2 separate regions of the Sus scrofa genome follow, and region 2 is linked to region 1. The links are chromatin contacts, called in public Hi-C maps. All regions are on one chromosome and are shown on one strand. Each heading gives the region's core, a stretch centred on a gene start, on an enhancer-like site or on the middle of the called end of the contact. The rest is flanking DNA. Distances are from core to core; before and after follow the strand shown. Region 1 holds the start of XPO1 (exportin-1). Region 2 has its middle 110 kb from the start of XPO1.

Evidence for each region. Hi-C and Micro-C count contacts between places; a contact is called where the count stands out from the background.
Region 2: a Hi-C map of liver shows a contact between it and region 1, with 7 times the contacts expected there. The contact joins the enhancer-like site here to the promoter of XPO1 in region 1. A contact is called at or near these places in 6 of 47 Hi-C or Micro-C datasets (embryonic fibroblasts, epiblast stem cells, fetal liver and 3 more) and 2 of 2 datasets of contacts at active chromatin or transcription factors (alveolar macrophages and skeletal muscle).

Annotation. Positions count from the first base shown.
Region 1 is chr3:80,253,236-80,256,543 of Sscrofa11.1, reverse strand. XPO1 (exportin-1) reads right to left here and starts at 1,528. Exons shown (of 25, transcript XM_021087484.1): 1 at 715-1,528.
Region 2 is chr3:80,144,030-80,147,085 of Sscrofa11.1, reverse strand. No RefSeq gene overlaps it. Among named protein-coding and RNA genes, the nearest start is that of XPO1, 110 kb to the left of the region's middle. Within about 2 kb of position 1,380, at least 33 of the 83 cell types and tissues checked have an H3K27ac peak or open chromatin away from gene starts, as enhancers often do. A contact at or near this core is called in embryonic fibroblasts, fetal liver, liver and 1 more, where this site is marked.

The sequences.
Region 1 (3,308 bases), core at 279-2,778:
TCTAGTACACCGCTTCCTTCCACCCACCCCAAACTCAGACATCGGAATGAAGCAGAATCAGGATATTGTCCACTGTACAGCGCCAGCAGTAAACGTTTTGATCACTTAACACACTCAAGTCCGTGAAAGCAAAACTACAGCATGGAACCTCACCTGCAGATTCCCCCCCCCCAAAAAAACCAAATAACCTTCCCTACTTTTAATCCTACTTTGCAAAAACCCAAAGATTCTGAGTTTCCCTGCAGGAGGAGCAGGCATCAGCCCCTCCCTCCCGCGATCCCAAGCTCTCCACCGAGGGGCCACGTGATGCAGGCGGACGTTTCAATGCTGCTGCACTAAATATTTCTGGAAACTTCCACTCCTAATAATTTCCTGAGATGTTCCTGAAATCACCCTAACTTCTCCCCGGCCCCTTGGGCTGGGGAAGCCCTTCCACTCCCGCGCCGGGCCCCACTTCACTATCACGCTCCTTGCCTTCCTCCACCGCTACCCGCACACGCGAATGACCCAAGCAAGCGCTCCCCTCCCGCGGCCGCCTCCCCGCCTCCATCCCCCAGCGGCAGAAGCGGCTCCATTCAATCGCAGGCTGTGCTGTGGGCCCGCCGCCGCCTCCCCGGCTCGTCTCCCGCGGCCGCCGCCGCGCCCCACACCAGCCTCCTCCCGCCCGGCCGCGCCGCCGCCCGACCCTCGGCCCCGAAGACACAGTCGACTTACCCAGAGATTGAACCAACTGCTTCTTCCTTCCTTGTCGGGGGATTAGGGCGAGGGAAGATGGGGAGGGGGGGAAGAGGGGAGGAAATCAAGGTGGGTTTCACAGTTTCCCCACCTTAAAAAAAGAAATTAAAAAAAAAACGAAGGCGATAAGGGCAAAAAAAAAAAAAAAAGCTCAATATTTACTATCTCAGGGACACCTCCCCCCGACACACACACCCACCCTCCCCCCCAAAAAAAGAAGGGGAATTAATATGTGGAATAAATGCTCCCGCCTGGCTGGGGCGTGAGGGAAGGGGGAGGGGAACCGGGTCAGGTCCCAAAGATTCAGCCCCAGGGGGACCCTCCAGCCACAGGCGGCAGCAGGAGCGGCAGGAGTAGGGGGTGTAGAGTCCACACGGTCGGGGGACGCTCTGCTGCCAGTTACAGTCCGACTCCCCCCTACCAAAATACGGCTCCCTCTCTCACGCGGCTCCGGTGCTGGGCCCCCCCCACCCAGGCTCGCCTAAACTTTCCCCCCTTCTCTTGCTCCTCAGCGACTGGTGGTTCCCCCCTCCCCCTCTGGGTGGTTGCACGGACTGCAGCAGCAAAGACTGGAACAGGCACCGCCGCCGGGGCTGTAGCTACTGTTGCTCTTGCTGATGCTGTAGCTCCCGCTGCTCCTGCCGCGGCCGCTGCAGCCGCTTCTCCCCCTCCTCCTAGTGCCTCAAACTCGGAACCGGTTGAAACCGGTTCAGACTGGGAGATTCCATCTCGGTTGAGTTTTCAGCCCATGGCGCCGCGGAGCGTTTGGAACCTGGGCCTCCGCCCCCAGTCCGCTTGCCCATTGGCCGCTTCCAGCCATAGCCGCGCCATCAGCCTACCTCCTATTGGTCATATCGCCCATCAATCTCTGCTCTAGGCTCCACACGAGCCCGCCGCTTCGGCCCCCGCCTCTTTCCAGCAGCGATTTGCCCGCAGAGTGGGGGAAGGGAAGTGGGGCGGGTCGCAAAGGAGCGAGGAGGGGGGGTGGAAGAGGAGAAGGTGGGACGAAGAGCTAAGCAGAGCAGAGTAGAGAGCGAAGAGAAGCCGCGCGGAAGATTGGTTCGAGAGGTCTGTCAATCAAATATAGCCCGCCCTCAACTTCCCGTCCTCCTCCCTCCGCTCCCCCTCCCAGGGCTTAGCCCGCAGGCCCGGCCTTTCCGGCCCGTTCATTGGCTGGGCGCCTTTGGTGACGAAGCGGGTGGGGCGCAGCTCGTGAGCTGGTGGAGGCGCGAGTTTAAGCGCGGCGCGCGGCCGCCTGCGTCCGCTCGGCTACTCCCGGACTCGCGTTGGTCGGCCCCCGCCGGCTCCCGCCTAGCTGCAGGGCCTTAACCCGCAGTGGTCGGGACCTGTCCCCCACCCATCGGATGGGGGCTGTGCAAAAACTAGGGCACACCCAGTTTTTTTTTAATCGGAGAGGGGCGGGGTGGAAAAAAGGAGCGAAAACAACACAACGGAGGCCAGTCGTAGGCCCCAGACCGGGTTTGGGGCCGAGATGTTGAGAGGTTGGGGTGAGGTATGGGGCACGCTCCCTTGGCGCCTCTTACTCCTCTCCGAGACGTGGGAAAGTTACCTAAGTAGTTCTTGGGCAAGTCTCCTTCAAATTTTAACTCGCCGTCTCCCCAGGTTGGAATTTGGCTGCTTCAACAACCAATTCTTCCTAAAAATTAAGACACTGTAATCCCTGTAATTGGTTTAACATCCTGTGCTTTTTGCTGGGTAAGCTTGAGTGCCAGCTGCCCTTGATCTTCCTTTACCTTCGCTTTTTCCTTTCGGGTAGTTACCCTTCACAAATTTCATCATCACCAAGTAGTATTTTCTATGAAAGTCACACGCACGTGGCCCTTCACATGGTTGTCTCTCTTGTCCGCAAGTGCCCTCCAAGTAAGCTTTACTGATTGTTCTTTGCTGAAGAAACAGCAAGCAGCCCACCAACATTTAGTAGGCCCATTGTGCCACCAAGAGGTTGATAAATGGTTTATTAAATCACAGTTTTCTTCAGCAAATTCTCACTTACAGTGGACAAAGGCTAATACCCAAACACTGCTTAAGAGTAACTCTCTCACCCTCCAATAGGTTTGCCAAAATGATGTTGGATTACTTTGAGACCTAAGATTTTTTATTCATTGCTTAGCTTGAATGGTATCAAACCAAACTGTATTATGTATGTGACGAATACACTGATCATCTGGAATACTTACATCCTATTACAGGACTGTCCTGTTTTTTAAAAAGTTTTTCCTCCACATTTTCAGCTCTTGCACCAGGCCACTGATTTTTTTAGATGCCAGAACAATGAATAAAAATCGACTGGTTTGTAAGACCTGGCTTTGCTGAGAATGTGACCTTGGGCAAGTCTCTTGACCTCTTTGGGCCTCAGTTTCCTTTTCACTCATTAATGAGACTCATATCATCCATGCCTGTCTCATCTGTATAGAGATCAAATGGGTGTGAAAGAGCAGTGTGGCCCATAAAGCACTAAATAGTCCCAGTTTTCTGTCCTCTTCTTTAGCTCTTCTCGTCTTTAAGTCATATCCCCTAGGAGATCATATCTCTCTGGACCATAGTTAATCAGA
Region 2 (3,056 bases), core at 131-2,630, 110 kb after region 1:
TGATACTTAGGGGATAGCAGAAGTCTTAATCCCATCACCCCATATACTGCATATTATATTCAGACCATTAACGAACAGCATGATATCAAAATCAGCCAAAATATCCCATTTCTAAAGCCATGTTTCACTCTTCACAGAAGTATATAAAAACTAGGGAAAGACCGGTTCCTCATTCATCGTTGAAGGAGATTCCCTTTTGTTTGATGCCCTGCAGGATATTCACCTGGTGGTGCCATAAAATCAGATTTGGGAGGAATAATGGGTATTCTTTTTTTTTGAAAAGTTGGAGAAGGGTTAATCATGAACACAGGTACTTTCCTAAGCGGGTTAGTCTTAGGAAAGAGGACATAGAGAAGCTGAGAATGGGAATGTTGATTTCCTCAAAGCTATCCATGACTGAGCACGTGGTCTAAAGCATACTGTTTGCCCAGTTGTAAGAGAACACTCAAGTCTGAGAAGGCCCTTAGGGTAAACTGAAAAATGGCTCAATGTGCCTTAAGAAAACATTGCCATCTAGTGGCAACTATTTCAAGTCGTAGGCGCAAGGACTTAAAGATTCTCTTGACCCTTTGAAGAACACCTCTGATTCTGCCCCAAGTAGCAAAATACCTCGCATGCATATGTATGTTATACTGTACATTGTGCTTTCTGCATATATTGTTATTTAGCATTTCAAGCAAGTCCTTGAGGTGGTGATGCTATTTCCTTCTATAGATGAGGCAGCTGAGGATCAGAGAGGGTAATTTATCCACGATCATGCTTTCATTTATTCATTCAAGATCCATTTATCAAGCACGATTACATAATGAGCATTATTTCTGGCTTGGAGTAGGGGCATGGATTATGTGAATTCAAAGATGACTAAGACACAATGTTCTTAAATCATTCACAGTCCAGAGGGAACATGGAATTAGGAATGTTGGAGTCCGAATTTGCATCCAAGACTGACATGTATCAGTGTTCTGCCACTACATCATGTTACACGAAATATGTTGTAATGGTGTTCTGAGGAATCCTGGAATTCTTACACTGCAGGCTGAAGTCCGTCAGGGGGAAAGGTGGTTTCCAAGCAAAATGACTCACTGGATCAAAATGTCAGCTGAATTTTGATGACGAAATGAAGAGAGTGCCTGCCCTTCCCTCCCTTTCTAATCTACCCTGGGCTAGAAACCAGATAAGGAAATTTATGTAGAAGTCATGTAACATGAAAGTAAAAGACCTGAGAGAAAATTCCAGAAGCACCCTGAAGGGGGCTATGTGTAAGCTTTAGAGCATAGATTTTTTTACATCTGTTTCCGCCACTCTTGGGACGTTCCGAAGATGTCCTCTCTCGGAGCTGAGGCCAGGCAGCTTCTGAGTGGGCTGCATTACAGTAGAACAGATAATTGTGCTGTAAGAGCACAGTGAGTTAGGGAACCCCCGCCTCCCTTATCACGGCACGCCTGCCTCCCCAGCCTTGTGTTTAAGATCTCTTCCCTAGCTTAGCACACTGCAGAAATGGACTTTCTTTCTGTTTTTTAAAACATTCCAAATTCTTATCTAACTCAGGCCTTTGTAACATTTCTCTCTCTCCCTCACTCCTCACAAGACAGGCTCATCTTTCAGGATTCAGCTTACATGTCACCTTCTCAGAAAGCTCTTCCCTAGCTACTCTACCTAATAGCTAATATGATGATTAATATCCATCATAGCTATGCTTTCTACCAACACCCATTTGTGTCCTAAAAATGTCCTATAGACATTTACCTACACTAACTGAAATTGTAATACAACCTGCTAATATATGCATATCTATTGTCATCTGTTATCTTTATTGTCTTTCCTCCCACTAGAATGTTAGCTTTGTGAGGACAAGTGTTTCATCTACTTGGCTCTTTTCTGTATTCCCACCACCTTGAATAGGACTTGGCACATGGTAGATGCTCAGTAAATATCTGTGAATGAATGGAATGAGAACTCTTTTCCTCTTTGTCTCATGTAGCTATTCCCAATAAACATAGCCAGACTGGCCTGGCTTTCTTAAATACATTCCGACAGTTTTATTTGGCAGCTTATGAAGCAGGACTGCTGTGGGACTTTGTTCCAGGAAATAGACTTTAAGTTACCTTCCCAGAGCCTAAGCTTCTCTGGGACATTAGTTCTCTGGGAAATCAGGCATTAGTCAGGTGTATCAAATAGTATTTCCTAGGTCCACATTGCCATATCATTCATTAGCCCTCCTGGGCAGGACACTGAGTAATGAGGGCAGGGTCTTGTTCAAATATCAGGTTAACTTTCTCCCAGTCCTCACCACAGGCTGCACACCATGCACACCATGGAGGGCTGGCCTGGAAGGAGTGGCGGTTCTAGCCCTTGTCCCATTCCCCGATAAACAGCGCCGTGTTCATCCCCTGCTGGTATTAAGTCAATCGTGGAATATCTTGTGAAAAGATTGGTATATATTGTGAAGGGCTGAGAAATGCACTAAGTCACTGACTTTCAGTGAGAGCCTGGGAGCTGGGAAGGAACAAGTCCCTCAGCCCAGGGGTCTCAGGAGGCCTTCATGAAGGTCTGATTTGCAGGGCATTATCCTGAAGGTAGCAGTGAAGAATCCCTCTTACTTAGAAGGAACCAGGTTGGGGCTGAATACTTCCCTGAAGGAGGAAATATCAGCTAGTGCCCTATCACTACCCACTGAGCAGCTAGTCTTCCTTCCGGACAGAGTTGCCAGCATCGGGGTTTCCACTTCCTCACTCTATCACCACTCTGTGGCTCACTACCTTTCCAGCTTCTTCCCATACCTGCTCATCCTCTCTTACCACAGTCCACCTCTTGTGGGTCTTTCTGTTCTTGAAAGTTACAAAAATTTTGAGTCCCCAAGCCTTTGCTGTTTTGTCTTTAGTCCATAAAAATGACACTCAGCTAACAATTTCTATTTATCTTTTGCATTTCAGCCTCTCACTATCTCCTGGCTTCTGTTTTCACTTATAAGTGACCCGAACTATGTTTGCTAATGTGATCAAAGATGTATCTGTTTCTAAATGTCTAGGTTAAGGTAGAGAGGATTGATATTTTGT